Regions from separate parts of the Mus musculus genome. Here regions 1, 2 and 3 are each linked to region 4. The links are chromatin contacts, called in public Hi-C and promoter capture Hi-C maps. All regions are on one chromosome and are shown on one strand. The core of a region is the stretch at or near the end of the contact, and the rest is flanking DNA. Distances in the headings are between cores, read along the strand shown. Region 1 holds the start of Zmym2 (zinc finger, MYM-type 2). Region 2 holds the start of Cebpe (CCAAT/enhancer binding protein (C/EBP), epsilon). Region 3 holds the start of Mrpl52 (mitochondrial ribosomal protein L52). Region 4 holds the start of Khnyn (KH and NYN domain containing).

Region 1 (5,343 bases), core at 286-2,785, 1.0 Mb after region 4:
AATGGTAAAGAAGAGCAATGTATGTATGGAATTTAAATGAGGGTGAAAGCACTTTTTTTTAAAATTGAAAATGATTGTTTCTACCAGGTTGTCCTTTGTAAATGGTATCCACTGCAGTCTACATATTAGCCTGAGACCTTAATCAATAATTCACTTCATTAAAAATTTCATGTTCATTATCATCTTGGAGAGCTTTACAATGTAACGCCATATGACTCATTAATAGGCGGTATTGTCAATTCGGAAATTCAGAGATCTAATTGAATCCATCCATTTGGTTGAGGAAGTAACCAACATCAGTTGTAATCCCGCTAACAACCACCAGGGCGAGGTGCATTTCTTAGGTTACAGGGAGTCCTGGAAATCCAGCACCAAGTCTTCTGCCAAAGACGTGGGTGTAGACGAGGAACAAAAGACCCTCGTGCCGCCCTCCAGCGGCTCCGCTCCGAATGCGCCCGGTGGGACTCCTATGAGAGGGTCACTGCCCACGGAGCCAGGACTGAAGCGAAGGGCACGCGATGGCCCGAGGCCCCGCCAACGTGGAGGACAGGCGCTGGGCAGGCCGGAGAGCGCGTGCTCGGCCAGGCACCGACGGCCGAGGCCAGACAGCCCAGGTCCCAGGGGCGCGAGCCCGCTAAGGGAGCCCGGGGCTCCATCTTGCCCGGCGGCAGTCTGGGGTCACCACTGTCGTGTGGCCCCGCCGCAATCTCGGCGCGCAAACTCTTGGCGGCCGAGGACAAGGCCTATGGTAGAGCGCGATCGGACTCGTTCCGGGCCAAGTTTCTCGTCCCCACGGGTTCGGTTCTGATGGGCCCCAAGTTCTCCCAACAGATCCCACAAAATGGAGGCCGACGTCTCCTCCCGCCGCAGCCATGGCGGAGGTGGGACACCCTTCCCACGGGCCAGGCAAGGTGGAAGCGCCTGCACGGCCGCCAGCGCACCAGTCCCCTTGCGGCCGCAGCCGGGCTCGCCCCCTCGGTCCGCCGCAGGCACTGCCGGGCTCGCCAGTCGCCCGGGTCTTGGGGGCCTGGACAGGGAGGACACCGGGACATCGAGGCCGCGTTTCTCCTCGAGCAGAGTCGCAAAGGGCCGCGGCGACCGTCTGGAGGCCGAGACCCAGTGTCCCGATCCCGGGCCCACGGGAAGCCTCGACGAAGACCGCCCGCCCCCAGGGCCGAAGCGCGAGCCGAACTGCGGGCAGCGCCACTCGGGCTCCTGACCCGGGCGGACCCCGCGAGTGGGGGCGGGGCGGGGGCACGGAGGGAGGGAGGGAGGGAAAGAGGGAGGGAGGGAGGGCCGGCCCAGCCCGCGGGGGGGGGGGGGCCGGTAGGCCCGAGGGCGTGGCCCAGGTCTGACGGACAGCCGCCGTGACTACCTCACCGAGGAGGGTCCTGAAAGAAGGCCGACTGGGCCAATGGAGCCTGCCCGAGGCATTCCGTGCCGCCCACGCCATCAGCCAATGAGCGTGCGGAGGGCGGGGCCTCTCCGGGCCCCGCCGTGCCACCGCCTCCTCTGCCTCCTCCTCACCAGCGCTAAAGCCGGGACTGGACCGAGCGGAGTTGTGCGTGTCGCCGAAGGGGGGTGGGCCGGGGGAGGGGAGGTTCGTTCCGCGGAGCTGCAGCCAGAACCCGGTGAGGCTTCTCCCCGCCGTCTTTCCTGTCGAGGGCCGCGGAGAGTGGGGGTGGCTGGGAGCAGCGCAGCCTCGGGAGGAGGAGGCGGAGGCGGGGGCGACTGGGGAGGCGGAGATGGGTGAGGGCAGCGTCGGGAGCCTCCCACCGAGCCGGGCTTAACAGCCCGCGGCGGCCGGTGTCGCGGCTGCTGCGTCGGGGCCTGAGGGTGCGCTGGGGGCCGCGCTGATGTCCAGGGCGGCTTCGCGTGCGGCCCGAGGGGTGAGGGAGCGCGGGCGCGGCAGGGCTGGCTGGGTGAGGCGGTCGCCGGGGGCGGGGGGCGCGGGGGCCTCGAGGTGCGGGCGGCAGCGGCCGGAGGTCGTGGGGTGTTTTCCTTTCTGTGCTGCGGGCGGCCGGGCGGGCCGGGGAGGGGCCCTTTGGCCCTCCCGCCTGGGGGCTGCACTCCCACCCTGTCTGTCCAACCGAGACCCCAAGTTTTCGATGGCAAGGGGTGCCTTTTGAGTCTTGCGGCGTCCTCTTCGTCGCTGGTCTCCTCCCCGGCGCTGTGCTGCGCGGCTCTTGCTCCTCACGTATTGTTTGGCTGGGTCTCTAATGGCGGACGGGGAGGCAGCGCTGCCGGTCTCGGACTGCAGGGGGGGCAAACCTCGGGCCCAGGGCAACTGCTTGGGGCAAATATGGGCAATATCAGCCCATCGTTGACATAAACTGGTTTTTACCTGTAAATTGGTGCTGAGTTTGACTGGAATAACCGTGGTGGTAATACTTGCGAGGGAGTGCAAGTCCCTTGCTGGCGTCGGGGCAATGTTTGCCCTTCCCCCTCCCTACCCCATAGCAGGCTTGGTGCCCTCAGGTCCCTTTCCCTGCAGATTGAGGCTTACACATGGGCTTTGGCTCCAAATAAAATATTTCACTCCACTTGGGTAGTAAGTAGTAGGCTGTTTTGCGTGGGCTTTGGGGTAATAATAGAAGGGCCAAACCTCCTTGACCCCTTAGTCCCTTCTCTGCCTCCTCCTGGTGAAATCGGCTTGGTGCTCCTACCAGATTGGGTGTTCATCCATTTCTCTCCCCCCCCCCTTTTTTTTTTTCTCTTTTATCCCAGGACCAGAAATTTCGTTCAACCCTATCTGGTGCATCTTTGGCAGAAAGTGAGGAAAACACCATTGTGAGTCCTTTTCTTCTAATTTGCTTATTAACAGAGGACGTGGTTGGATTATAGGGGTTCAGCTATAGGATTTGGCCCTCCTGGTTGTTCTTAAGGGGAGGAGCCTTCTCTTGGGTGGCAGCTGCTGTCGGGGAGAAACTCCAGTGATGCCTGGTGAGGCAGCTGGGAGTGGGCGCTGCTGTTTGCACCGCTGCAGACATCGCTTCTGCTGCTGCAATACCAACCTCAGCAACCAGACGACGGGCTTCTGCAGCTGCTCACGTTACCGGTGGGGAGGAGGGGTGTTGGGAAGGAGGGCATATTTCTGGTGCCCTCTAGAGTTACAGAGTGGGAATTAATGTTATTTGGTTTGAAGTGCATGCAACCATTTTTGACATTTTTCTTGTCATCATGGTTAATGGACCTCTGGTAATGGACAACTATGGAGAGCTGCTTAACTTTTTATGCCTGGTCTGAGTGACAGAATTTGACCATGAAGGTGGACGTGTTTCTAGATCTTTCATGTTCTTTGCATCTGTTGTTTTCATCTTACCAAGTAGATGCTGCTTAGACCTGTGCAGTCCTCTACTTAGTCTTTCATCTCTGGTGTTGACCAGTTCTCTATTATGTCACGCTTTTTATGGATTTCTAAAAATTTTTATAGTGTGTGAGTGCATGGTGTGTTTGTGTTGGTGCACATGCCAGAGCACCAGTGTGTAGGTCAGGACAACTTTTGGAGTTGGTTCTACCCTTCACTGTCTAATTGGTTCAGTGAATCCAAGCCAGGTTGTTAGGCTCATGTAGCAGGCCCCTCTATCCATTCAGCCATCTTGCAGGCCCTATCACTTATTTTGAGATGGCATCTAATGTATCCCAGGTTGACCTTGAACTTTTGTTGCGTAGCCTAGAATGACTTTGAACTTGTGATCCCTCAGTCTCAACTTCCCAAGTGCTATGACTTGTGTCCTCTTGTTATATTTATGTGGTGCTGGGAATCAAACCCAGCTTCCTGCACGCTAGCAAGCACCTCACCAACTATGCTACAGTTCTAGCCCCAAATATTACTCTTGAGCCCAGTACAGCTCCTGTTGTTACTTGTATACTTTTAAAGGTGTGTTATAAGTATAGATGCTTATGGTTACTTTGGATTTATTTATTTTGGTTTTTTGGGACAGGGTTTCTCTGTGTAGCCCTGGCTGTCTTGGAACTCACTCTGTAGACCAGGCTGGCCTCAAACTCAGAAATCTGCCTGCCTCTGCCTCTGGAGTGCTGGGATTAAAGGCGTGCGCCACCACGCCCGGCTTGGATTTATTTTTAATGTGTATGATTGTTTTACCTGTTTGAATGTATGTGTGACATACATGTACTTTGTGGCCAAGGATGTCAGAAAAAGGTATTGGCTGTTGTGAGCCACTATGTGGGTACTGGAAACTGTACTTTATAACTGCTGAGCCATCTCTCCAACCCATTGTTAAACGTTTTAAACTTGTATTAAGTAATTTAATCCACAGGAGAACTTGGTAGTATAGCTAATAATATTTTCCCCTTCTGAACACTGTCTTTACTCTGAATTTGCAGAGGAGGGAGTAGGCGTAGAAGGATCCTGGGAAGGACCCAGTGAAGCAGGTTCTGAACACAAAGCAGTGTGGCGACAGAGCCCACCATCAGCAGCTGGACTGGACTGGATTCTCATGTCGGAGATCTCAAACTTAAACTGAGTCAGAATAACCTTTTCTTGCTTGGAAGTGGAAACATAAAAAGTGCTTGAATCCTGTTCAGTTCTTTTAAAAAAAAAAATAGAAAATGCTAGATGGTGGTGGTGCCCACCTTTAATCCCAGCACTCAGGAGGCAGAAGAATCTGTGAGTTTGAGGCCAGCCTGGTCTGTAGAGTGAGTTCCAGCATAGCCTGGGTGACATAGAGGAACTCTCTGAGGGGTGGGTGAATAGTTAACAGTTGGTATTTATTTATTTACTTATTTATTTAATTTAGACTAGGATTATGGTCCAGACTGGCCTTGAGTTCACTGTGTAGCACATGATGTCTTTGGGGGGGGTCTTCTTTTTTTTTTAAATTTATTTATTATTATATCTAAGTACACTGTAGCTGTCTTCAGATACACCAGAAGAGGGCATCAGATCTCATTACCGGTGGTTGTGAGCCACCTCTCCAGCCTTCTTTGGGGGTATTCTTTTTGCCTCTTTTTCTAGTTGGTGGATTACAGGCATGTGCCACTATGATCTGCTTCATTTAGATTTTTTACCACCTTATTTCAACACCAGTATAGGCTGTTTGTATCAGTATAATTTTTTTCAGTATATGTCTGAAGGAACTTTATTATTATTGGAGATGAGGTTTTACGATATAGTTCTGGAACTCACTTTGTGGACCAAGGTGGCCCAAACTCAGAGAGATACACCTGCCTCAGCCTTCCAAGTCCTGGGCTTGCAGGTGTCCACCTCAGTGCCTAGCTCGACTATAAACCTCGAATGAGTGTGAAGTCCTTTTAGGAACTAAGTCATTCTGATACTAAGTTTCAGGACCTTTCATGTGGCTGTTGTTATTTTTCCATGAA
Region 2 (4,956 bases), core at 1,728-4,227, 1.2 Mb before region 4:
AGCGCTTATCCACTTCGGCCCTCCCTGCTTTATCTACAAGATGTGGCTCCCACTATCTCGCTTGTCTGAGGGCAAAGCTCGCCCAGATGATCTCTTGAGGTCTCTCCTAGGACCTCTTGAGATCTGTGATTTCATGGAGCTAATTTTGATTCTACCTCTAAATAGTTGTGTGATTCTAGTGGTCTCCTCTCTCCCTATCCCTCTCACAGGCTCCAGGCTCCTCACCTGCAGAATGAGAAGTCTAGATAACGGATGTCTTTTTACATTTAGCAAAATAGAGCTGGAACAAACACTCACGCCCACCACATGTCAAACTCCATTTTTCTGTGAAAGTAACAATGCGGGCTAGGCACTCAGATTCCTCCTGTGCCGATGAGGAAACCGAGGCACGGAAGGGAGAGGTAACTGGTTCAAGGTGAGACAGCAAGCTGACGCCCTCTACTACTGTACGGTTTTGCTTCCTGGGCCGCAGTTCTATGGGGAAGAAACCACCTGGAGTGGGGAGGGGGGAGTCGCAGGCACAGACTGACTTGTCATTGGCTTCCTCGGGGTCAGGGTTCTCACATACACACCAGATCCTAACTGGTTTCTCCTGGGCTTACCTTCTCCAGTGGCCTGCGGGGATGAAGGATAAAGATGGGAGTGAGGATGTAGAACAAGACAAGAGGCAGAATGCTGGATCAAGAGCCAAGGGACCACAAATATGGCAGAGTCATCAGAAAGCTTTCTCTTGGTCACCTGGGAAATGAGCTCTGAGGCCTAAAGTCAGAGAGCAGGCCCTAGGCCAGTGGGGCTGGCACTGGAGTTGTGTGGCACTGGGGTCATCAGAGCCCCAGGATTCTCTCAGGGCAGAATGCAGAGGCTGCTCCAGACACTGGCATGCACTGTGGTGGTAGCAAGCACACACTCGATGTACAAAGGACCAAGTGGGTAGGTGGGGTGGACATGGAGGTGAAGTGACAGAGAAGCAGAGGGACAGGCTGAGGCTAGGCTGGAGGGTGTGATGGACAGAGCCAGCCGTGGGCGGCATGTTAGTATTTCTAGGCATTCATTTGGACATGGAGTCAAGACTATGTGGACTAGCCACATGTATTCCCTGCCCTTGGGGTCCTCCATGGGTATCCCCTCCCACCAGGCCCAGGCCCAAGACCCAGTGAACAGCTTCAGCATCAAGTAACAGTGCAGTTTATTCAGCCACAGAATCATTTGGTCCCGACCTTCCCAATTACTGGCTGCCATTGTCCACGATCTCTGTCTCAGGCTTGGCCTGTTCAGGACTCTGGGGACCTAGAAGGGTGGGCGGGGCCCTTAGGGTCTGGTGCCCACAGTCTGCCAGGCAGGCTCAGCTGCAGCCCCCGACACCCTTGATGAGGCTAGCAGCCTCAGGGATCTGGCGGAAGAGGTTGCGCAGAGTGTCTAGCTCCTGAGTGAGCTGGTCTACGCGGTTGCGCAGACGCTCGTTTTCAGCCATGTACTCCAGGACCTTCTGCTGAGTCTCCATAATGCGCCTCTTGGCCTTGTCCCGGCTCTTGCGCACCGCGATGTTGTTACGTTCACGTCGCAGTCGGTACTCCAGGCTATCTTTGTTCACTGCCTTCTTGCCCTTGTGTGAGGGGCCAGCAGGGGAGGGTGCCTTGAGAAGGGGACTGCAGGGAGGGGCAGCAGCTGCCACAGGGGCCTGGAGGGTAAGGGGGACAGAGAGGTGAGGGTCCACCAGGAGGCAGAGTGAAGGCTAAGCAGGAAACCCAGCAGGGAGAGCATATGTGAGGCCTCAAAGGGATACAGGACTCCCAGAGAGCTCCGATCTCCCAGGCATCCATCTCCCTGTCTCTGTGAAGGACCGTAACCCAGATACATATGGTCCTTGGTCTGAGACCAAAGCTTTCTATCATGCTCTCATTATTCCCTTCCCTTTGGTTTGTCTGTAATAAGTCTCCCGTTCTAAAATTCTAGTCAGCCATGTTTCCTCATCCAAAAGCAGGCAGCAGAGAAGCAAGAGGTATAGTGCACAGCAGGAAACCTGGTCCTGCCTGAGATCAGGGCAGAGCAGCTATTACAAGTGTCTTCAGGACACAGCCGAGTTCTAAGAAATAAATTCACAGAGTTGGGAAACAGGACCTTGGGGTAGGGCATGTTCACAGAGGAGCACCAAACATAGACTTGTTAGGGAAGCCCAGTAGTCAGAATTCCCTCAACCACCCACCTTGCTCCACCCTGGGGGGAAGAAGCGGGGAGAGCTACCTTGGTCTTACCTTGAGGACACGCAAGGGCTGGCCAGGTGCTGCCAGGGTCGGGGGGAGGTGCACGGCTGTCTGCCCGCAGTGTGCCACTTGGTACTGCAGGGGATTGTAGCTGCCTCGACTGGTGCCTCGGTTGCCCTCTGGCCCACGAGGCTCCTCCTTCACCGCCACAGCCCTGGGGTCGTAGCTCCCTGGGTTGCTGTAGATGCCAGGCCCCAAAGCCTTCCTATCTGGGCCAAATGTGTGTGAGGGATAGGCGAATGGCCGAGGGTCAGCCGGCAGGTAGTGAGGAAACGAGGGGGCTCCTGGGCCCTTAAGGCTTCGGGCTTCAGGCGTTGGCTTCATGGCAAAGAGGTCAGAAAGTAGCTGTTCTTCCCCAGACTCGATGTAGGCGGAGAGGTCGATGGAGGCCTCATGCTCACACATGTCCCCCAGCTCCCCGGGCCCAGCTCGACCCCCTGAGAACTCAAGTGGCTGCTGGCCACCCCGAGGCTCGCACTCATAGTAGGTCCCGTGGGACATGGCCGGCCCGCCCCCTTGGCTCCCCGCCCCTGGGTCCTGTGCTGGGGGCGCCCGCCCGTTGGGATGCTCAGCCTGCCCTTTCTTGGATCTCCCCCGGTCCTAGATTTGCCCTAGGTTTGCCCTCTCTGGTCTTCTCCGTCACCAACTCCTACGTGGCTTCTCTCCTCCTCTGCTTCCCTTTCCTTCTGTAGTCAGTACCTCTTCCTTTCTTCCCTTTTCCTCTCTCTCCTTGGGGTGACTAAGGGAGGGGCAGGGCACACCCCGGAGGGAGGGGTGCTTAGCAGTTAGGGCGCTCTTTGCGAAGGCCCCAGCCACAGTCCAGAAGTTGCTGTTTGAGAAAATGGCCCTTTTTGCCCTGCGAGTTCAAGGGATTCTAATCCCTTGCCCAGAGTAGCTTCTCTGAATATCTGTCTTCCTCCGATTTCCAAAGAGACCTGTGCAGAGTGAGGTGTCAAGCCAGAGCCAATAGACAAAGCATTCCCCCAGTGCCAACTTGGTCTAAACTCCTCCCTTGATGCATCTTCCTCCCTGTCCCGTCCCCCCCCCTCCCCGCCCCCACCCCCAAGTCCTGAACTCCACCTACCCCGGGGTAAGTCAGTTCCTTCTGTAGCCCCACCTCCCAAGACATTTTTCTCTGTGTAGACCATCATTGTTTGAAGGGTTTGGGAAGTAGTAGTAGATTCTAGGACCAAGCTACCCCTGGCCCTAGTACAGGGTATGCCCATTTGCTAGTTTTGAGACAGGGTCTCACGATGTAGCTCAGGCTGGCCTTGAACTCACAGAGTTCTGCCTGCCTTTGCCTCCAGAGGGCCCCTATTAAGGTTCTTCGGTTAGGTCTTTGCACAGGGCTTGTGTGCATGTCTCCAGATCTGGCTATGGCTAGCAGCCTGGCACAGTCCGGGGCTGCCAGGACATAGCTGAGGTTTCTGGTCAAGACATGGGTCCTGTACCTCAGGCCCAGGCAAGCTGCAGCCTCAGAACCAACAGAAAGGATCTGCTGGAGGTCCCAGTTGCTCCACCCTAAAAGCTGTTCTGGCTGACCCCACCCGCGCTGGCCTGAGGCTCTGCCTCCTATTTCCTGTGCCCTGAGCTGCATGCAGGCCCTTGTTTTCTGACCTGTGCGTGTCTCTCGGGTCCACTTCCTCTTGTAGGCTTGAGAAGTCTTCTCTCTTGTCCTCACCTCTTCCTGGGGCTGTTTCGGGGTCCGAAGGAGAAGCTGGTAGCTGCCTGCCCGCCCTTCTTGATCTTCTACTAACCCCCAAAGTTCATTTTTCTGTTTTGTTCGGAACTTCCTGCTCTCTCCAGTTTGGTTGTGGCCCTGCTTCAGACACGGTTCTGGATTTACTGACAAGAAAAGAACACAGAGACATGAGAAGTGTGTCACTTTTCAGTTGTTTGTTTTTTTTTAGGTTGAGCCTCCCTTTTAGCCTAGCCTGGCCTTGAACTCTCATCTTCCTGCTTCATTCTCCACGGAGCTGAGTTGATAGCTGTGCTACCATACCTTCCTGGCTCTTTTATTGCAAACAGATGTTCTAGGGGGAGGGACAGAATTTTTAAAATGAATTTATTTTCATTATTCTAAAGTATGTGAGTGTGTGTGTGTGTTGTGTGTGTGTGTGTTGTGTTGTGTGGTATGTGTGTGTGTGGTGTGGTGTGTGTGTGTTTGTGTGGTGTGTGTGGTGTGTGTGTGTGTGTGGTGTGTGTGGTGTGTGTGTGTGTGGTGTGTGTGTGTTTGTGTATGTGTGTGCACACTTCCAGGTACCCATGGAAGCCAGAGACATCAGATCTCCTGGAGCTGGAATTACAGGCAGTTGTGAGGCACCCAGTGTGAATGCCTGGAGTCAAACTCAGGTCCTCTGGAAGAGCAGTGAGTGCTCTGAACCCTTGAACTCTTTCTCCAGCCCTAAGAATAGAACAGTTTCTAAGCTGGGTATTCCAAGGATCGGGTAACTGTGAGGGGTTACAGTGGAGGTAAACTTTGATAGGATATGTATGTCATTGAACACTAAAATAAAACTGTAAATGTGACTTGTCCACAAGTTAGAGAAAGTACCCTTGATGAGTCCTCCATCCCATCCCCTCTAACTCCACAGTCCACCTCACGTGCTCTGAGCACAGCCTGAAGTATGTCCAAAATATGCTTCCCTCCAAAGCCCTGGCCAGGCAGGGGGAGAGCCAGCCGTATCATCGTATC
Region 3 (5,322 bases), core at 489-2,988, 1.5 Mb before region 4:
GATGCCTATCTCAAAAGAGGTGCTGGGGAGAAAGGAAGCTCTAGCTTATAGGTTGAATATCCTTTATTTGAAATGCTTGGTATTGTTAGCATCACGGGCCTTGATCGGTCTTGTTTCTACTGTCAGCTAAAGAATTAATAGGCAGGAAATCCTCAGATGTGACAGGTAGCAGTGGAGAAATCTCCAACATCGCAAACAGCTCAGACAGAATCAGCAACTGAAGAAAGGCTTTATTGAAGGGTGAAGCAACATATACATGCATCACACACAGAGAAAAGTGCCTTTGCAAAGCCAAGAAGGGGGACTCAGAAGACTGAAAATCTAGTCCTTTTCCAAGGCTGGAGTTTTTAAGTCTCTGAAGTTTTCCTCCCCTAATTTAGGGTTGGTAAATTTAAAGAGAAAAAGGATGGCTGATTGGCCCACAACTGTCTTGGAACATGTACCAATCCAGCCTTGAATTCCTGGAGTCAGTCTATCAGCAGATCTACTGGGAGGGAGAGAAAGCCCACAAGATTCTTTGTTTTATGCTGCCAGGCTTTTGTCTCAGGCTAGGAGGAGAGGAAGAAACCAGACATCGTGGAAATTCATCATTATCTAGTCATGGTCTTTTATCTGTCTGCCTACCAGGGAATCTGTCCAACTCTTGGGCCCTTAATACAGAAATGCCTGATTTGGGAACATTTGAATATATGTTTGTTGGGGATGGACCTGAATTCTAAGCATAAAATTCTTTCATGCTGAATGTTATTTTTGAGTATGCTAAGGATGAATCCACAGTCTAAGCATGCTAGACAAGTATTCCACCACAGCATCATCGCCAGCCCTTAGTGCACCTGATTTTTTTTGACAAAAATTCCGTCATGACTTCGGGTGTGTAATTCTCCATCGTAGCATCATGTTTGGATTCAACAGGTTTGGTTTGGGAGCACTTCAGTTTCCAGGTTTAATCCACTCAAAAAGTATACCTAACTCATGAGAATGTGTGGTTTAAAATTAGAATCAGAGTCACCTTACATCCCTGCATTCGGGAGCAGAGGCAGATGTATCTCAATGAGTTCGATGCCAACCTAGGCTACATACTGAGTACCATAGTTACATGGTGAGACCTTGTTTAAAAAAAAAAAAAAATAATAACTGGCACCAGTACAACTTCCTCAAAAAAATGTTTAACAGTGTCCTCAGATCCGTGCTTCCATACATAGTCTTGCAAATGACATATACTTCCCTTCCCACCACTGGGCTGCACTATTAGTCATGTCTGTGATCATTTGTCTTCCTAGACTCAAATGCCTTATCTGGACTGTTTTTTAGCTACCCCTATAATCTCCTAACCCATTCACCACTTCTTCGACTCCGTTGGATGAGAACCAAATTTTTCCAACTCGTTCTACACTTGATCATATCAGAAAACAAACGTTAAAATGAAGCAGAAGGCTGCACAATGAGGTTCGTTGGATGCGACACTTCTGAGTTACCCTAAATTTCCCAAGTCTGGAGAACGTCCGGGAAAGGACTTGGAAACAGCTGCGAAGGATTCGGTCACAGGTATCTCAACCACCTCGGAGGGTGCAAGATGCACGCGCGGGGCAGTTCCTCCTGTTCAGAACACTCAGCCCACAGCTGACTCCCACTTCCGTACGATAACGCAAGATGGTGGGACCGGCGATTGAAAACCACATTCAAGATGTCGGCTTCCGGTTTTCCCGGCAGCGTCCCGCGTGGCTGCCGGGGCCACGCCCACTTCCGGTTCCCTTGCTCCGGCATGGCTGCCTTAGGGACCTGGCTGTCCAGTGAGTGATTGTGGGGTTGGGGACACGGGAGCCGCGGGGCGACCAGCCCTCTAACTCCCTGCTCTTCCATTAGGTGTCCGGAGATTGCACTGCAGCGTAGTGGCGCGGGCCGGTGGCCAGTGGCGACTCCAGTGAGTGCCGTGCCGGGCGGGGGCGCGGCGGGACCTAGTATCCCGCCGCGTCCTCACCCACACTGTCTCCCCCACCCAGGCAAGGGCTGGCTGCCAACCCTTCCGGCTATGGGCCCCTCACGGAGCTCCCTGACTGGTCCTTCGCGGGTGAGCCTTGATGTCAAGGGTTTTTTGTTTTTGTTTTTTTTCCTCCGAGACCACCGGGGTAAGGGTTGGGGGCGTGTCTGGGAAAATAGTGAACCTTTTACTTGAGTTGGAGGACTGCAGCTCTACCTTTGCCTGACTGTGTAGCCGGGTGTTAGTTCACCCCTGAGGTTTTAGGTTTGGAGAGCTGAGGCAGAGGGATTGCTGTGAGGTTAGTGCTATGTAAGGAATCCTTGATTATCCTGAACTACAGAATGAGACCCTGTGTATCAATCAAGAAATAGTAATTGGCTAAGGAAAGTTAGCTGTCAGGATCGTATCCTGAAGGTATAAGGAAATACTAACGTGGGCTGTTCTGGGCTTGGAAGTATGTATGACTTTTATCCTCTCAGAAGGATAAAACTCTCACATGTGTGGTGAGTGTATTTTGACAATTCGTTTGCAAATGTACAAGGAATTCTTTGAAAAGCTGCTGAAAAGAACACCGAAGATCCCTACAAGTCTGAAATGGCAGACTCAGTACAGAGAAGTCTTTTTCTCTTTAAAAAAAAAAAAAAAAAAAAAACTTATGGACTGAAGGATGCCTTTAAAATGCGGTGCCTGTTCTTCCGGAGGACATGGGTTCGATTCCCAACACCCACAGGGTGACTCACAATTGCTTGTAACTCCAGTTCCAGGGGATCCAATGTCATCTTTTCACTTCCACCTTTACCAGGCACCCACATGGTGCACAGACATACATACAAACACAACACCCAAGCACATAAAAATAAAACTTTAAAAAAAGCAAAATTAAAAGAGAGTAGTGACGCATGCCTGCAATCGGCACTCACGAGGCAGAAGCACTGAGAGCTAGGGGATAGCCTTGGCTACATAGTGAAACCTTGCCTCAAAAATCAAGAGTGAGGGAGAAAAAAAACCCTATATTTCATTATACAATGAGATGAAGTTTAGCAAAGAGACACATTGAGTGAAGGGTTTCTGAAGAGAAAAGTGAGTTCAGCTTGGCAGACGGCCCTAGGTCCATGCTAATGACAGGGTTAAATGATAGGAAGAGCGTGCCTATGAAGTCATTTCGTGATTCTGTTGGACCTCACCTCTGAGGCTAGGTGAGTTTTAGTTGTGGTTGTGAACTGGGATCCTCCTCAGTATTGTTTTTGATGAGCAGAACTGGGCCCTGAACCTACAGCCTCACGCACGCCAGCATCCACCCAACCAACCATAGTCAGGGTGACCTGGAAAAGTGGAGCTAGGGGCTTACTCTTCTCCAATCCCTATCACACCAGTGTTTGGACAGGATCCCCAGACCACATTTAACACTATGCCTTTTGTTTACTTTTGTCTGTAGATGGCCGCCCTGCACCCCCAATGAAAGGCCAACTTCGAAGAAAAGCTCAAAGGGAGAAGCTTGCAGTGAGTAGCTGGGACTCTGCCAAAGGCTGTGTTTATGACTGGAGGAGGAAAATTTAAATCATCATTTATCTTCATTTTCTTTAAGATTGATTTTTACTTTATATACATGTGTTTTGCCTGTATCAATGTATGTTCATCATATGTGTTCGTGGTACCTGTAGTGGTCAGAGGAGGGTGTCAGATCCTCTGGAACTGGAATTACAGATGGTTGTGAGCTCTGGGGTGGCTACTGGGAGTTGAACCCTTGTCCCTTGCAAGAGCAGAGAGCCATCTCTACAGCCCCATAAATTAGAATCTGTTTTAAGTTGTGTTGTACTTGAGCTACTGTTTGGCAGTGCATGGGATAAAATCCAGGGCTTCCTGCCTGCTAGGCAGGCACACCAGCAGCAGCCATTTCTCCAGTCCTTACACCCAACTAACTTATCTTTTTAAAGATTTATTTATTTTTATTTATATGAGTACAATGTAGCTGTCTTCAGACACACACCAGAAGAGGGCATCAGACCCCATTACAGATGGTTGTGAGCCACCGTGTGGTTGCTGGGATTTGAACTCAGGACCTCTGGAAGAGCAATCAGTGCTCTTAACCTCTGAGCCATCTCTCCAGTCCCTTTTCTTTCTTTCGATGAGGCATGTAGACCAGGCCAGCCTCAAACTCACAAGAGATGGGCCTGCCTTCACCTCCCAAGTACTAGGATCAAAGGATGTATCCCCCTACCTGGCCAAGCTGATGTTTTACTACGACTGAGAAGGGAAGACTGGAGCGGGGCACTCTGCAGAAACCAACAGCTGACCTTCCTCAGCTTCACACCGTCAGCGTGATGCATCAGTATCCAGCTGAACACTTGGCTTTGGGGGGGGAGGGGGAGACCTGCTCAGTGGTACATATGCCTGAGCCCCAGATGTCACCTACTCTCTTCCTGTCTGTTTCAGAGACGAGTTGTACTGCTGACACAGGAAATGGATGCTGGAATACAGGCATGGAAGCTCAGGCAGCAGAAATTGCAGGAAGAAAGGAAGAAGGAACATGATCTCAAACCTAAAGGGACTTTACTGAGAAGCCCACTTCCGAATCAATAAAAAGCAGCTCCTGCCCCACTTTCCCAGACTCTCTCTGGCTTTCTTTTCTATAGTCTGAATGCTTTATCAAGTCATTTTCCCCACCACTTGTATTGATAGCAAAAGACCTTAAAATCACTGCCTGCCAGGCTTGGCCCAGTGCCCTTAGTCCTCCCCATTCCAGTTCAGCCAGATCTTGCTCTGGGATCATTTTGCCCCTAGTGCTGAAGAACGTGCCCAGAGCCTTAACAAAAGCTAAGCACACCACCACCTATCACTTGGCCTGCTTGGGATTTTTAATCAACCACAAGCAACTGCTTTGTGAGAGAAGAAAGGGGCAGCAGCAGTTTCCCTGGTTCACCCTCATACTCTTGTCACTAAGAGACCATGCACAGCTCAGATGCATACAGTTGGCATTTAATGTTTTCTTGAAAAGGTCTTTCCACCTGAGGATCTTTTTCCTTTTTAAGACATGGTCTCACGGTAGCACTGGCTGTCCTGAAACTGGCCAGGTAGACCAAGTTGTCTGGCAATCACAAAGATCCTCCCACCTCTGTCTGGATTTAAAGCCATGTGCCACCATACCTGTTAGAAGTCCCTTTCTTAACAAGCAGCTAGTATCTGGGTACATGGTCCAGGAGACACTCACACTGTAAGGCAGATATAGGAAGGATTAAACTCGGGGTCTTCTGCTGAAGGAGTAATAATCAGACTTAAGTTCCAGAGGTTAAAGAGGGTCCTTGCTTCCCCACCCCCACACACAAGGTCGCTGCCCATGACCTAGC
Region 4 (4,830 bases), core at 471-2,970:
TCAGGACACCCCGCCCCCCATCCTCCCAAGAGTTTTCTTTTGGGAACTTGAGGGTCAGTGGGCTCTCCAGTGAGCACTGAGGGGTGGCCAGTGTTGGGTTCTGTACATCTGCCATACCCTGCTAGCCTTTCCTCCCTTGCTCCTGGTCCCTGGGATACAGGTCCAACAGAAGGGCTATCCAGGGATGTGCTGCGGTCCACTATGACCCTCCCTTCCCCCCGGAGGTGGACTGGCACTTAGGTCACCTGGACAGTTTGGCGGTTGTACACCTTGACCACGTGGAATCGGAAGCTGTAGACTCCACGGACAGGGGCCACGAAGCAGCCCGAGGTCCGATCAAAGCCCTCGCCCTCATTGACCAGTACCTGTGGGGAAGCAGATTGTGTTGAGAGGGATTCTGGGTGCCGGGAGCTCAGGAGCATCACTGGGTTGGCATTTGTGCAGTGGGTGAGGAGAGAAGGGGTGGCAAACGGGTGTGACAGGAATGTGTAGAGTCAAAAACTATGAGGAAGGGCTACGGTGCTGTGTGTATGAATGAAAGAAGGCCAACCAACGGTCAGTGGCCATCTTAGAGGAAGGTGGTGCAAGAGATGCAGGTAATGGTTTCCTTGGAGTCCGAGGGATGCAAAGGGGCTTGGACAGTAGAGTCCAGGTCCTTGCATGTCTTCCGGACAGAGGCAGAGGGATTACCTGGTCGAAGTAGATGGCACCACTGGTACCGTTGCCGGTTTCTCCTGCTGGTTCATGGTGATGGCTTCGGACTGCAGCAAACGCCACTCGTCCTGGGGGTGCCTCTCCCAGGGCTGCACCCCCAGGTCCTCCTGCAGTAGGTCGGCCTGGCTCACAGACCACCAGGCACTCCCCCTCCAGTAGGACAGGCTCTGACCCTTCTTGAGCCCACCCAGCCTCCAGGGTCAGAAGCACCAGGGCCAAGGACAGCTTGGGTTTGTGCCATTCCGTCCCCATCCTTGCTAGGTGCCTCTGTAACTCACAGATTTTCCTGTCTTCTGTCCCCTTGGCTCTCCCCCCTCTGCTTCAAGGCTTCAGTACTCCTGCCCTGCTCTGCTGTCCTCTGTGAGTCTGGCACCTAGCCCGGGCACTCCCCTCCCTGTATCTTTTTGTGTCCCACAGCTCTGCCTGGCCTTACTACTGCTGTCTCTGCGGATCCCTCCTCCTTGGCAGAGCATGGAGTGACAGCAGTTGGGCCCTGGGAGGGAGAAGAGGAATGGAGAGAGGATATGAGGGCTCTAGCCACACAAGGGTGTGTACACACACACACACACACACACACACACACACGAAACAAAATTTCTTCAATTCCTTTCTCATCTTCTCCTTTTCAGTCTTTCTCCATGGGGTTTTCCTTATTGTGGCAAGGTGTGTGTCCTCATCTCCCCCCCCTTCCCCCCCTACTCCCCCAACTCTATCTACTTGGTGAAAGTGCTTGTGTCAAGGGCAGGATTCTCTTGTGACTCTGGACCAGTCACTTCTCTTGGAACCATCAACTGCAGAACTCCCAAGGACCCCAGGAACTGGAGGCGAACGTGAGAGTTGGCAGGAGGCGTTGGGGGTGGGGTGAGTGTCTGTGACCCGGTAGGCCCCGCAGGGGATGTGGAGGGCGGGTCGCTCGGCAGCAGGACAGCAGGCCGAGCCGGGGAGGAGGAGCGCAGCCCTGCCCCGAGCCCTGGCCAGTGCGGCCCTAGCGGGGGAGGAGCCGAGCTGGCTCCGCCCCGGGCCGGAAAGTGACTCCAAAGCCACAACGCGTTGTTGACGAGAGAAGTCTAGGTTGGGTGAAGGATCCGAGAAGGCCCTCCCAGATTCGGGCTCCCAGCCCCAGGCCCCTGGGGCGCGGGAGAAACGCGGGCCCCTCCTCCCCCGCCGCGGGCACCTAGAGGAGCGGGCGGAACTCGCGGCTTTGGCGGTAGGCGTCCCCCTTCCGGGCGATCGGGAGCTGAAGGCCGTGGCGGGAGGGTGGTCGGGCTGGGGGCGGCCGCCGCAGGCTGTGGGAGGGCGGGCTATGCCCCTGGGCCCCGGGTGGGATGCTTGACAGTGGACAAACGAGGAGGGGGGGCGGGGGCGGGGAGGTGGGAGTGGTTAGTGAAGGAATAAGGCGGATAGGGGAAACCCCCACCCCAGGACTACACTGTTAGAGCCTCTGGCGCGTATTCATTTCCCAAGAGGCCCTCCTCTACTCAAAAAATCCGAGACCTCTCAGCTCTGGGACTCTTTCCTCAAACCACCCACTTCTTGTGACCCTCAAAATGAGCTGGAGGCCCTCTCAACTCGTCCCTTCTCAGGGCGGTGGTCATCAGTTTTCTCTGGCCAGTCGCCCACCCCAGCTAGCCCTGTTTAAGAAGGGCTTACTCTCAGGGAGAGGCCTGTGTATAGATGATTTTCTATATTCTCCACCCGCGAGGTGGACTTGCTATCTCCTGGGGTTGTTTACCAGTTCTGTCACTAGGTGCGACCTGTTGATTGTTGGATGTATGCCATGTGATTAGGATTTGGGTTGAAGGGAGACAGAGACTTTGAGATTGCCTCTGCCCTTCCAGGACTCCAGGTAGAAGCCATGTCTACTTGGGGGTTTGCCTCCCCGACTCCCGACCGCTTTGCGGTGTCTGCGGAGGCCGAGGACAAGGTTCGGGAGCAGCAGACTCGCTTGGAGCGTATCTTCAACGTGGGAATGAGCGTCCTCTCCAAAGACTGCCCAGAGAATCCTCATATCTGGTTGCAGCTTGAGGGCCCCAAGGAGAACGTCTGCAGAGCCAAGGTGAAGTCCTCTTCCTTTTAGGGCTGCTACAAAGCCTTTTAGGACGCTGCCCCTCCCGAGGCCGAGTCGGAGGAGGGACTGGGAAATGCCTCTTGGCAATCTTATTGGCTGCCTCTCTCTTGAGCTTTGAGGAACTCAGCAAACCTTTTTATTTAGAATTTTGGTTTCACTTCTGCTGTGCTGCCTAGGTTCTTCAGGCTTTAGAACCAAATCACTTCATGCTCTTGGAGATAGTAAGGTAATCCCCTCTGTACAGGTGGGCCTTGCCAGGGAATTCCCTGGGGTTGAGAGGGGGCCGGCCACTTTTTCCCCCCTTTGCACCCAAGGCCAATAGGCTCCATCACTTGACAGCCCTCTGGTCTGTTCTTACATTTCCATAGGTCTACAGTGTGAATAGAAACAGTATCTACTTAGATGATGTAATAGCTTGAAGCTCAGGGAGAGCAGTGAATCTGAAAGGGATGGCTTCTAGAAGTTTCCTCTCTGACCTCCCTATCTAGGAATACCTGAAGGGGCTCTGCAGCCCAGAACTACAGAGTGAGATCCACTACCCACCCAGACTGCACTGCATCTTTCTGGGAGCCCACGGTTTCTTCCTTGACTGCCTGGCCTGGAGCACATCTGCCCACCTGGTGCCTCTGCTTCCTGGCTCTCTGATGATCAGTGGCCTAACCGAGGCGTTTGTGATGGCCCAGAGCCGGGTGGAGGAGTTAGTGCAACGGCTGAGCTGGGACCTTCAGCTACAGTCTTGTCCCGGAGCCCCTGACAATGGCGGAGTGCTGAGAGACTTCTCTGCCCTGCTGCAGACTAGGGAGGATGCCTACACAGAGGCCCTGCTGCGGCTGCCCCTGGCCGTGCAGGAGGAGCTCCTAAGCCTGGTGCAGGAGGCATCTAGAGGGCAGGGTCCATCTCGTGAGGTGGGGAGCTCAGGCCTGTTGAGTCCTCAGTTCCAGGGAGTCAGGGCTCCCTTGAATGAAGGCAGGGAATTCGTAGGCACCAGAGTGGCAGGGTCGGGAAAGTCGCCAGCAGTAAGAGGACAAAGTCATACTGTGGAGAAGGAGGAAAGGAAACAGGATGCTGTCAGGGACATGGGTTCAGGGCGGAAGGAGCTGTCTGGGGAAGAGGTCTGGGAGCCTGGAGTGGCTTACAGGTCACAGCTAGCAGGTGGAGGAGCAGAGGAGGTGGCACCCTTGAAGGGAAAGGCCTCGGGGAAACAGGAGGTTCCTCAGCAAAGAGGAGGGTTCAGTGTGCAGGGTGAACCTTCAGGTGCGCATGTGCCCTGTCAGAGGGCAGCTCCAATCCGGGGAGCCTCTCTCCTCCAGCGGCTCCACAATGGGAGCGCCTCACCTCCGAGAGTGCCTAGCCCTCCGCCCGCGCCGGAACCCCCATGGCCCTGTGGAGACCGAGACCGAGATCGAGATCGGGGAGACAGGGGAGACAAGCAGCAGGCTGGAGCTCGAGGCCGAGGGTCTCCGTGGAAGCGAGGCACTCGTGGGGGCAACTTGGTGACTGGCACGCAGCGTTTCCAGGAAGCCTTACAGGATCCTTTCACCCTGTGCCTTGCCAATGTGCCTGGCCAGCCAGATCTCCGTCACATTGTCATTGATGGCAGCAACGTGGCCATGGTGTAAGTAGCTGGTGGGACTGAGTTCTGGAGACAGCCTCTGAGGGGCTTGTGCCGCAGCCTTCTCTGGGTCCTGACGTCGACGCTCTCCGTAACAGGCACGGACTCCAGCATTACTTTTCCAGTCGGGGTATTGCTCTCGCTGTACAGTACTTCTGGGACCGTGGCCACCGTGACATAACCGTCTTTGTGCCTCAGTGGCGCTTCAGTAAAGATTCCAAGGTCAGAGGTAAGTTGGGTCTGGTCATCTGTGTCCTGGTGAGGCTGGGTCCACCTTGAGAACCCTGTTGCACTTTGTTCTACAGAGAGTCACTTCCTGCAGAAGTTGTATTCCCTGAGTCTGCTTTCCCTGACACCCTCACGAGTCATGGATGGCAAGAGGATTTCTTCTTATGATGACAGGTAATTGTTCCTCTCCTGGCCCCGAGTTTGCTAT

Evidence for each region. Promoter capture Hi-C pulls out the DNA fragments that hold promoters and counts their contacts. A called contact is a pair of places that touch in the nucleus more often than the background predicts. Capture Hi-C pulls out chosen DNA fragments and counts their contacts.
Region 1: a contact with region 4 is called in a Hi-C map of muscle stem cells, with 2.8 times the contacts expected there. The contact joins the promoter of Zmym2 here to the promoter of Khnyn in region 4. A contact is called at or near these places in 1 of 39 promoter capture datasets (cranial neural crest), 2 of 484 Hi-C or Micro-C datasets (B cells and muscle stem cells) and 1 of 115 datasets of contacts at active chromatin or transcription factors (extraembryonic endoderm stem cells).
Region 2: a promoter capture Hi-C map of cranial neural crest shows a contact between it and region 4. The contact joins the promoter of Cebpe here to the promoter of Khnyn in region 4. A contact is called at or near these places in 2 of 39 promoter capture datasets (cranial neural crest and liver).
Region 3: a promoter capture Hi-C map of adipose tissue shows a contact between it and region 4, with 2.7 times the contacts expected there. The contact joins the promoter of Mrpl52 here to the promoter of Khnyn in region 4. A contact is called at or near these places in 1 of 39 promoter capture datasets (pre-B cells) and 1 of 9 other capture datasets (adipose tissue).

Annotation. Positions count from the first base shown.
Region 1 is chr14:56,885,068-56,890,410 of GRCm38.p6, forward strand. It overlaps Zmym2 (zinc finger, MYM-type 2), which reads left to right and starts at 1,536. Exons shown (of 25, transcript NM_029498.4): 1 at 1,536-1,631; 2 at 2,728-2,790.
Region 2 is chr14:54,709,197-54,714,152 of GRCm38.p6, forward strand. It overlaps Cebpe (CCAAT/enhancer binding protein (C/EBP), epsilon), which reads right to left and starts at 2,978. Exons shown (of 2, transcript NM_207131.1): 1 at 2,253-2,978; 2 at 1,167-1,678. The coding sequence starts at 2,762. The coding sequence ends at 1,343.
Region 3 is chr14:54,425,171-54,430,492 of GRCm38.p6, forward strand. It overlaps Mrpl52 (mitochondrial ribosomal protein L52), which reads left to right and starts at 1,739. Exons shown (of 5, transcript NM_026851.2): 1 at 1,739-1,790; 2 at 1,864-1,921; 3 at 2,001-2,068; 4 at 3,414-3,478; 5 at 4,412-4,580. The coding sequence starts at 1,763. The coding sequence ends at 4,558.
Region 4 is chr14:55,883,222-55,888,051 of GRCm38.p6, forward strand. It overlaps Khnyn (KH and NYN domain containing), which reads left to right and starts at 1,721. Exons shown (of 8, transcript NM_027143.3): 1 at 1,721-1,921; 2 at 2,553-2,770; 3 at 3,271-4,397; 4 at 4,493-4,623; 5 at 4,700-4,796. The coding sequence starts at 2,570. Cbln3 (cerebellin 3 precursor protein) reads right to left here and starts at 1,035. Exons shown (of 3, transcript NM_019820.3): 1 at 691-1,035; 2 at 246-365. The coding sequence starts at 966.